Linked DNA regions of Gossypium arboreum: all the other regions are linked to region 1. Evidence: chromatin contacts called from public Hi-C data. All regions are on one chromosome and are shown on one strand. Each heading gives the region's core, a stretch centred on a gene start, on an enhancer-like site or on the middle of the called end of the contact. The rest is flanking DNA. Distances are from core to core; before and after follow the strand shown.

Region 1 (3,485 bases), core at 495-2,994:
CTATGATCCATTTCCTGGCTTTGTTATTATCCTGATAGGCATCTTCTGAATTAGCAGATATGAGAACAAGTAATGGACGATGATAACCTTCGACATTCGACCAGAATCTGTTCAAGCCTTTTCCATGAGTAGAGGACCTACAAAGTCACAAACAACCGAATAAATACGTAAAATTATTAAGTTACAAACACAGGTTAAAGGAAACCCGGAGAAAAGATGCACTCTTATCTTGAAAAGACTACTAGGAGCATTGACACTTAATGGATCATAACATCAAAGGGGAAATGACAAACCGATAAAGAAGATTTTCATCAGTTCCAACAATATCAGCAGAAAAGCATAACTTCAAAATTTCTTCAGTGATGGTGCTTCTAGGTGCAAGGGAAATCGCCCATGCCCTTCCACGTGTTAAAAGTAAAGCTTGAGATGCGTTTGGAGACATATCTCCTGAAATAGATTCTGAAGATCCTGCTTCATCCTGCAATTCATCAAGCAAAAATACCTAACTAGTGATTCTCACAATTGAATCAATGGATATTCTCATAATAATGGCACATCAAATATGCAAAAGAAAATACATATTAGATGTCAGGTAAACACATACACAAGCAGACACTGAACAACCGAACAATTTTGTTCAGGTCTTACAATGAATTGAAATACAGCACCTCTGCAAGAACCGAGATTTGAAGTCTTCTATTAACATATTGTGTAAGGCAGTCTGAAAGTGTTGGCGCCGTGGTTATTGCCCAATTAAGAAACTTTCCAACGGGAAGCTGAACATCCAAGCCTACTATATCACAATTCCATAAATCAAAGCTGCTATCAACTTCAGCACATGCAACAACAGCAGACAACACCAAATGATTAATATCAGGCAATAATAGATTCCCTTTCCTTTCAGAAGATTTCAAGGTCCTAACATTCCACAACATAGCCCAACACATCCAAAGAAGAAGAAGCAGATCAGAGGGTAGTAAAGACCCATTGATCTTGCAATCAGCAGCATCCGGTTCGAACTCCAAATTCGAAGAAAGCCCCAACTTTTTCACTGCCATCGCAAATATTCTCAACAATATATTAAGAGACATTGATGTAGACATTCTCCCACAGCACTTCACGTAACCACCTAGAAACCCTAACCAATTTATGCCACCTTTTTCAGACAAGAAAAATAAGTCTACAATCGATGATCCCAAGTGATCCAACAACCTAGGGAAAGACTCTGGCTTTTGCTGTGATTCGCAAACTGGGTCTTCGTAACATAAATGAAAACATTGCTGGAAGCAATGTAAAAAGAAAAAGAAAAAGAAAAAGAAAAAGAAAAAAGAAAGAAAGGGTATTATCTATTATGAAATGAAGTGAATGGATGAAATTAACGAAGATTGTTGAATAAATTAAGATTACCTGAAGTGTTTGGATGGAGATTGCGTTGGTTTGAGGGTCAGAGAGGTTTGAGAAGGATTTTTGAAGCAAAGGAAGAGCTCCCGTTGAAGCGGCGATGTTTTCCAACTCCCGTTGCTCCGCCGATACCGGCTGCTCCGTCGAGGATGATGCTCCCATTGTTGCAAAAGAAAATAACTCAAAAAGGATTTTTTCTTTTTAATGGGATTGGTTTCTGGGAGATTCAGGATACTTGGAGTAGCTTTTCGTCTCTCCGAAAGGCCATTCAGCGCCAAATAACTCAAAAGGACCTAAAGCGCACCGTTTTTATTCAATCTTTCTGTGAAATGTTCTTACTTTATATGTATAAATATTTTTATTTTTATGAAAATAATGTAAATATTATAAAAAGAATAATATTTATTAAGGTCAGCAAATACCCATCATTCGAAAGAAAAATTGTGCATGGTATAAAAATACAAAATCTATAATATATTAATTAATTTGTTAGACAAAAATAAAATGAAGGATACACCGTTAAAATAAAATTACTAAAAAACATATCTAAATATAAACAACCATTCTCTAGATTTATTCTTAACGGAAAATGTTTTTTTTACTTTTTATTAATTTATATATTTTAAATTTTTAATTTTAATTTATGTTTATCACGTATGAGGAGAGTTGTTACTTATTATAATGTGATTGACTGCTAGTATCATGTGATCAATTTTTAATGGTGTTACAGTAAAATACCAAAATATGTGACTAAATCTAAGTTTAAGTATAATTAAATCTTCAAAAAAAAATATACAAGTGATTAAAGACCTTCCATAATGAGGATTGCAAAATAAGCCTAAGCCATTGTTATTCAACTTTTGCAACTCAAAACCAATTACTTCATTGAATATGTCAAAATGATAATGGTGTTCTTTTCTTATCTAACTTTGTTGGTGTTGTTAACGTCTACTTTCAAAATATTGTTCATTCAAAATTAGGAACACTCAAATCACACTTTTCACAAAAATGACAACACATCTATAAGCAAACTAGTCCACCATTTTCTCTTAAATTCTGAATGAACATCTTTGTACTTGAAACCAAATTCATGGCATTTAAAATGTTTTGAGATTTTTGTTGCAAAGCTTGGCATAGTATATCAATAATGCCCATGATCTCTTTCATCAAATGCAAAATAAAAATGAACTCAAATGATTGAATTAACTTGTATGCAACACTAGCATCCCCTCATTGAGAATAAGTAGATCATTCACCTTTAATTTTTTAAGCACAGAATAAGTTGCATAAAAAATTGTTATAAGACTGCATATAGAATAAAAATGAGAACCTCAATGAGTATCTCTAGCTTGTTTTAAAATTTGATTTGCACTTTTTTCCAGTCCTAAGCTCATTAATAACTAACATGCTTGCAATTTTAGCTTCTTTGGCAGCATGTATTTTTTCATAACATTTGCAAGAGGCATCAACAAAATTGATAATGAAACTTACATTATTAAAAAACTCATGAACATAATGTACCTTTCTAGATGTAGTAATAAAAGCCAATTGTAGGCAATGAGCTAAACAATGCACATAATAAACTGAAGGAAAATCATTGAGAAATAATGCTTGCAATCCTTTCCATTCCCTGCGCATATTACTAGTCCCATCGTAACCTTAACCACAAATATTCTGAACATCAAGACTATTACGAGAGAGAATAACATATATTTCATTCTTAAGAGTTAATGATGATGTATCTTTAACATAAGTAAGGTCGAAGAAATGCTCCCTAATAAAGCCATCTCTATCAACAAATCTCAAAACAAGAGTCATTTGTTCTCTTTTCGATTCATCACGAGCTTCATTAACAATGATGCAAAATTTTGAGTTTCCAATATCTCTACGAATCTTCTTACAATCAAGTGTCTCATCATAACCTCTAAAAGCACAAGCTTGAAATGCAAGTCATTACATACAATCTATAGAATTCTTAACTCAAAATCTATTATGCAAACCTTGTTATAAACTTTATTGATGCATTACTTTGCCAATATGCCCAGATTTCTTCATCAAATCCACACAAGATTTCATGGTATTAT
Region 2 (3,685 bases), core at 106-2,605, 160 kb before region 1:
ACCGGAAGAGGATGTTTATAAACCCTATACATAAGTTTGATACCATAGTCATAGGGAAAACTAATGAGTTTTTCGATATAATAAACTTATTCTTTTTCTTTGTCTCTAGCAAAAGTAGTACCTTAACCTCATTATCCATAACTTGTGACAAAGTTGGGAGCAAAAGGACTTTCAGTGGAGAAGTGATTGTTTTGGTGAAGAAAAGTTGAAATGCAACTCAGAGTGCCAGCCATTGCTATGATTAAAAAGCTTATTAATAACTACAAATGTTACTGCCCTGACTCAAGTTTCAACTTTTTCTCCACCGTCATAGTCGCTCCCCTCTTGAAAGTCTTCTTGGCCCCAACTCCGTCACATGTTTCGAACAATGAAGTTAAGGATACTACATTTGATGAGGATGGAGAAAAAGTATAAGTTGATTATACTAGAAAGGCCATTTGTTTTTCCCTGTGATTATGGTTTCAAACTTGTGCATGAGGTTTATAAAATATTCTCTTTTGGTATCATGAAACTTGAACCGTGACCACATAACCACTGTCAACTAGGCTCCCGAGTTATACTTCAACCCGTGACCGCATAACCACCGTGAACTAGGAGCTTGAGTTGTAGTCCAATGGGCTTTTACAATGATGGTTCCATCCCCACATGACAGATGAAATATGTGGGTCTCTGAGTGCCATCACATTACCATGAACTCAAACATACCTTAAAACAATCACAATATCTACCTCAAACATAAAAACAAATAAATCTTTCTCCTTGAATTTCCAACACAAAAAAATAACAAGTTCTTAGAAACAGAAAACACGTTTTGCAAGAAGTATTTTATGTTGAAGTGGTAACAAGCAACCTGAAAGCGCATCCTATAGGGTTTTTTCTGCCCCTAGCTAACACCTCAGTAGAAAACACTTCCTGTAGGACATGTTTTCTGTTTCTATCCCAAATTTGGGTTATTTCCTTAAATATTGGAAAAAATAGCCTAAAACCCTAATTATTTTTTAAAAACAACATTTTCTTCAAATTTACCCGCAATTATCCTTATTAATCAATAAAAATTTGTTCCCTTTTACTCTTCTATTTTTTTGTTTTTATTCTCTTTATTATTTATTTCATAACATAAAGTTATTAAAAGATGTAAAAGAAAATTAAAACCTTAAAAAAAGGTTTTTTGGAATTTTAAAAAATATCAATGATTTAATTAAAAGATTGAATTTTAAGATTTTTAGTAAATTATAGAAAGATGGGGTGGCTATTATTGGAGGTATTTGTCATGATTATGAGGCAACAACTTATTTGATGTACTATCATGGCTCCACAATAGTATATCTGCACATTGCTGTTATTGGATCTTTCCCCATAATCGCAGACTTGTTTTAGTATGCATGTATGTGTATGTATGTGTGAATTCAATTACACTTTTCTACAAAGCAAATCATGATATCTTCTGAGTTCAGACATCTCCTTTAGGATTTTCCCTTATAAATGATTATTTTATAATTAGAATTTGATAATTTTGTGCTATTAATCATGTAAATATAATTTTTTTTAATTATTTTCATTTATTTTAATAGAGATGAAAAGAAAAGTGTGGAGTTCTGACAGCTTTCTTCTTATTCGCTTCTCTCAAACGAACGTAACAGGAACAGTAACAGAATCATGATAAGTGGCGGATTCCAACATAAAAAGTAAATAGATTTTAAGGACTGTGTTTGAGGTCCGTGTTTTCCGTTTTTTAACCTTTGCTGCAATTTCCAATACCCAATCCACACACCAAAATATTAGACTGTCGTGTCCCTCACACACTCGCTAGAGTTAAAAAGACTTAAGAGAGTGAAGGATAGAAGAAGAAAGCAAAGGGAAAGTCAATTGAATTTTTTTTTTTTTAAAAATGGGAAAATCCACTTCCTGTTTCAAACTCATCACTTGCGGCAGCGATTCCGCTGAAAAAGACGACGCCATTGATGTCCCTGAGGTAAATTACGGCTGCATTTTCCCCCTTTTTTTTGTTACTTTGCTTTGAATTAGTATTTCATCTGCTGTTTCGAATTGCATTTCACCTTTTAGTTTAATTTTTGGATTTGGTCGAGGAATGGGAGTTTGAAAACTTGTCTTACACCAGAATTTTAAGATCTGAGAATTCCTGCCTTAGCATTTTTTATCAGCAATGTCTAAGCTGCCTTTTTTAACTCTGATTATTTTCCATAATTTTTTAAATGCAAATAGTTTTCTCGGTATCAAGTTTCGGAACTCTCAAAGGTTTTTAAAATTTATCTTCTTTTAACTGGTTTGGTTTCATCTTTTTAAATGTGCTATGATATGAGATTTAGGGTGAGTTTGGATGGACTTTACTTGCGATTAGTGTAAAAACAGCGGTGGCGGTGAGATTAGATACTGTAAATACTGTAGCGTATACCGTACCCAATCGCCAATCCAAACCCACCCTTATTTACTTTGTTCTTCATCTGATTAGTTTAACTGCTACTGATGCCATTGGTGACTGGAAATGACTGATAAGTTTCAATTTCTGAAGTCTTAAAATGTGTTTTAAAGAGGAACTGTGAGGTTAATCCCTTTTTTTTCTTCATATTTTTAAGTATATGCAGTGGTCCATCTTTTGTCTCTTAGATAGACGACAGTTCAATAGTACTGATATGCCCTTGTTGGGACTCCATTGTTGATAGCCATCGTTAGATCTCAATGGAAAAGCTATAGATTCTAGCAAGAATTTAGAGTTAAGGGCATTTTAATTCGTTTAAGTTCAATCAAACAAGCAGTAAGATCGGGCAGAGTTGGACTTCAGAGCGAAGAGCACCTGAATTCATTTAAAACAGAGCAATTGTTCTTTTTTGTTCTCCCTCTTTCTTTTCTTGGTCTCCCTTTGAACTGAATTAGGCCGTTTAAATTTCATTCCAGAATAAGAGATCAAGTGACAAAAAGGGATGGAGTTTTCGGAAGAGATCTGAACGGCATCGAGTGCTTAGCAACTCTGTGATACAAGTAACTACCACTACAGGACTTAAGGAAAGTCAAGACTCTGTTGGTTTTGAGTTTCAACAGCAAGATGTCTCGGTTGCTTCTGAGAAAACCTCCACTGTTCAGTACACTGAAGAGAAACCTCAGCTGATGACACCAAAAGAGTACATTGAAGAAAAATCCCAGTTGGTGGCACTGAAAGAGTACACAGAAGAAAAATCTCACTCGCTGACGCCTATAGAACTTGCTGAAGAAAAATCTCAGTTGCTGGCACCGATAAAATGCACTGAAGAAAAATCTCAGTTAACTCCAGAGCCAGAGGAATCGAAAGTGCCTGAACCTATTACTGCCACTACAAATGAGGCTGAAGATGATTTCAGCCTAGATGAATCTGTTGTTGTAATCATCCAGACTGCAATCAGAGGGTTTTTGGTATAATTTCTTTCTCAGTGTGAGTTTAAAACTTTCGAATTGGTAATGTGTCTTACATTTTTTCTTATGCATTCATTTGCAGGCACAGAAAGAGCTAGGAAAGCTTAAGAATTTAGTAAAGTTGCAGGCTGCTGTGCGTGGGCACTTGGTCCGAAGGCATGCTGTGGGGACCTTACGGTGTGTTCAAGCCATTGTCAAAATGCAACTTCTTGTTCGTGCTCGCCAATCTCAAGAAGGATCTTATGTGGAAAAGCTGGATGGCAAGCACCAAGAAGTCAAT
Region 3 (3,458 bases), core at 810-3,309, 180 kb before region 1:
AAATATAATTTCATAAACTCAGACTTTTTTGGATTTTAGATTGGATTTATCTTGGGTTTAAATTTAGATCGATCTCAGGTTCGATCCCAATCTCAAGTTGGTCTCAGATTAACTAGAGTTCAGATTTTCTTGAGCTCGGAATCTCTTAGGTTTAGGTTTTTTTTTTTAACTCAAAATTTTCAAATTTAAATTTTATCAAATTAGGATCGTTACGAATTCGAATAAACACGGATGGACTTTTGAGCTTGAGCCTATTTTTCCAGCTCTAAAAATAAGAGACTAAAATAGCTCAAAAGATAATGCTTAAACTGGCCCAATGGACTAACATGGCTAAGTGTTGGGCCATTAGAGCTCTCAATAGAGCGAAAAGTCGGTAGAATTTTGCCTGCATATTTCCTGCAGAAAAAACAGTCCACTGGGTTTGGCGTGAGGAAGGAGATGGAAGGTAGCAGTGGGAAAGGCTACGCCTGGGCAATCTCAGCTGGTTTCAACGCTGCGTTCGCTGCCGTTTCCGCTAAGCTCTTGTTACCTCCGGTAACTTTTCATTTACCCAATCTTCTTATTCTCCAATCAACCATCTCGTTTTCGCTTCTAACTCGTGTTCATGTGGTTTCGTTTTCACAGAGTTAATCTTACATTTATTTGTAAATTACCCATAAAATTTACATCGGTCTTATGGATTCTCAACTGACCCCATGATTTAATTGTAATTTTAAAATGATAATGGATCTTTACGTGAATGTTTCTTAATTTTTACAGGTAATTAGATACGGTCTGGTCGTATTTTTCAACGTTATAATGTGGGGATGTTATGTTAACAGCTTGAAAGCTCTTTCATCTCTTCAAGCAACAGTTACGAATTTTGCTACTAATTTCCTCACTTCTGGGCTTGCCGGCTTCTTCTTGTTCGAGGAACTATTGTCGTTTAAGGTAATTCCCAAATAAATGAATTGATATTTAAATTTCTTAACAATTACTAACAAATGACAAGAACAAGGTGAAGAACCGATGAATTGTTGTTCAAGACTTTTAAAGGATTACTTTAATGTATATGTCGTTAATCTGTAGGAGGGACTGGTTAGTCATCAACATAAACTCATCACCATTGGTGTCTAATTGAATTTACTTGCCAAAAACAGAAGCATGGTAATGGTAAAATTTTCAATTAGGTTTATGTAACTTTCCTTATGGATGTCATAAATCATTATAGAAGAATAGGAGATTTTCAAGTACATAATTTCAAACACCCTAACTTTGATTACTTATGTCTGCCCCTAACCAAACTTTAATGCTTATGGTGTCTAATTGGATTGGAGTTACTTGATATATATTGATGACATAATTTTTCTTTGGTATATGGAATTGAAAACAAAATGGTAATATATATATATTTGGTTAGAAAAATGGTTGGAAACCAAAGTTTTAAGCAATTAACTCAGTAACATGGATATTCTGATTATGAGAGGTTTGACAGTGGTTTGCAGGTGCCATGTTCATTGTAATTGGTGTACTTATCCTCAGCAAGTCAAGCGTAGAGAAGAGGGAAAAGAAGGATTAGAGTTGCCATTAATGGTTGCTGCATTTCAACTATTATAACTTTTGGATTCTTTTGGCATGTCTTTCCAACAACTAAAGAGATGTTTTCAGTTTTAGCACTTAGCCGAATCAGTTGGATTCGCAATTTTCATCCTTCTTTTTTTGTGTGCGTCCATGTGTATTTGACTCTGTATATAATTAAGCCAGTTACGGGGACAGATGAACACAGATTTGGTTGCTTTTATTTCCATTGCAGAATGTTAGTATGTAAGATGTTAACCATGGATCCCTAACTCCGTCCTAAGTTCCTTGATGGGTTACCATATGGGATTATAGAAAACATTGATTGTAAGGAATAATAGCAGGCAAGTTGATGCATTTCATTGATCTCCATTCCACAATGAGAAGATCAAAGGATTTGAGGATGGTTCTCAGGCATCTGCATCGGCTGAATTCGAGTTGTATTGTCCGATGCGTTTGTTTCTGAATTCATAAGATTGGAATGTGTAACTGTAAATGTAAATGTAAATGGATAGTGTTCTTTCTCTTCAATAATAGGGATTAAACTTAGGGAGCAGAGGGTTTACAATCCAAGTCAACTGAGGCCCATTTTATAACATAGTATGGTTTGCTCAATTGATGATTTTCTCAAATACTATATTTTTAATACAAGCTGTGGGTATTTTTTTAAGGCAATTTATAACTGTATAGTAATGTTGCATCAATAAAAATTAAAATCATTATTGTTTAGGTCAGTTGAAAACTTGAGTAATTTGAAAGGGGTAAAATGTATATAAGATGTTAAATCAATTTCACACAATTTAATGTATGTATTTATTTCGATAGCAATATATTAACCGTAGCTCATAAATAAATTTACTTTTTTTATTATTATAATTTACATAAAAAAGAATTCCAAGCTTTATTAAAACAAAAATGGATTAGCCTTAGGCGATGGATTGTGTGATTGAGTGCTTAGGTTTATAGCCCACCCGCGGAACGTGACGACACTACAGTGGAAAATCAAGGTCTCAGGACACAAAAAGTAAGGAAAAATTCCTCTGTTTTTCCTTTCTTTCCACTCTTCCTTTCCACATATTTCTTCAACTTATCAAAATTCATGTCTTGATTTCCCATCTATTTCCTCTTTAATTCTTCCACTGGTGAGCTTCTTCTCTTCTACACCCAATTTTTGTTCTTTTCATGTTTGATCATCGATTTGGCTGTAAACCCATCTTAATTATGCTTAGTTTTAGTTGTTTCCTGCTTTCGCTCACCTGGCTTTCATTAATTTTTATGTTTAGTGCTTTGCGGGAGCAAGAGAAGAGTGCTTTCACACCCATTTCTAGGGTTTTATGAATTTGGATTCTTTAAAACTGCTATGGGAGTGAAGTTAAAAAACCGAGAGTTGTTTGGGTTCTGGGTTTTTTTTTTGGGTTTTAGCTTAGGACTGGAAAATACTTTTTTTATAAATATATATTTTTCTTTTTGACTGTTTTGGCTTGTGAAAGAATCAGGCCTTTTAGCTCTTGATATGGGATAATTACAAGTCTTTTAGTATGTTCTACATTTATTCAAGTCTTGCCCGAAAGTTTAGCTTCATTGTCTCTCATTTTAAAAACAGTTTTGATGTAGTAAAGTAGTAGACTTAAAATATTATGTCAACATTCTTTTAAGTGTTAAAGCTGATGTTTTTAAGTGTCAAATATTTGTTACTTATTTCTTGCTAACAACTGAATCTATGTTTTGATTCTAAAACGGGAAATAAGTTAGGACAAAGGATTGCATTGAATTTAAAATCAATTATTAAGGCCCAGGGTTCTTTATTTGGATTGATATTATAGAATAGTTTTACCTATGGATATAGGAGGGAGTTGTTTTTGCCTCCAATGATTCTACATTGGAACCAACCTTTTGAATGA

The links. Hi-C and Micro-C count contacts between places; a contact is called where the count stands out from the background.
Region 2: a contact with region 1 is called in a Hi-C map of leaf, with 4 times the contacts expected there. The contact joins the promoter of LOC108483244 here to the promoter of LOC108461212 in region 1. A contact is called at or near these places in 2 of 5 Hi-C or Micro-C datasets (both in leaf).
Region 3: a Hi-C map of leaf shows a contact between it and region 1, with 3 times the contacts expected there. The contact joins the promoter of LOC108483423 here to the promoter of LOC108461212 in region 1. A contact is called at or near these places in 4 of 5 Hi-C or Micro-C datasets (all in leaf).

The regions. Positions count from the first base shown.
Region 1 is chr1:100,603,685-100,607,169 of ASM2569848v2, forward strand. It overlaps LOC108461212, which reads right to left and starts at 1,745. Exons shown (of 7, transcript XM_017760962.2): 1 at 1,408-1,745; 2 at 669-1,280; 3 at 294-478; 4 at 1-137. The coding sequence starts at 1,563.
Region 2 is chr1:100,445,043-100,448,727 of ASM2569848v2, forward strand. It overlaps LOC108483244 (protein IQ-DOMAIN 32-like), which reads left to right and starts at 1,356. Exons shown (of 6, transcript XM_017786529.2): 1 at 1,356-1,972; 2 at 2,914-3,405; 3 at 3,488-3,685. The coding sequence starts at 1,889.
Region 3 is chr1:100,419,613-100,423,070 of ASM2569848v2, forward strand. It overlaps LOC108483423 (protein BASIC PENTACYSTEINE6), which reads left to right and starts at 2,060. Exons shown (of 4, transcript XM_017786805.2): 1 at 2,060-2,581. It overlaps LOC108482080, which reads left to right and starts at 347. Exons shown (of 3, transcript XM_017785186.2): 1 at 347-534; 2 at 760-930; 3 at 1,475-1,914. The coding sequence starts at 439. The coding sequence ends at 1,558.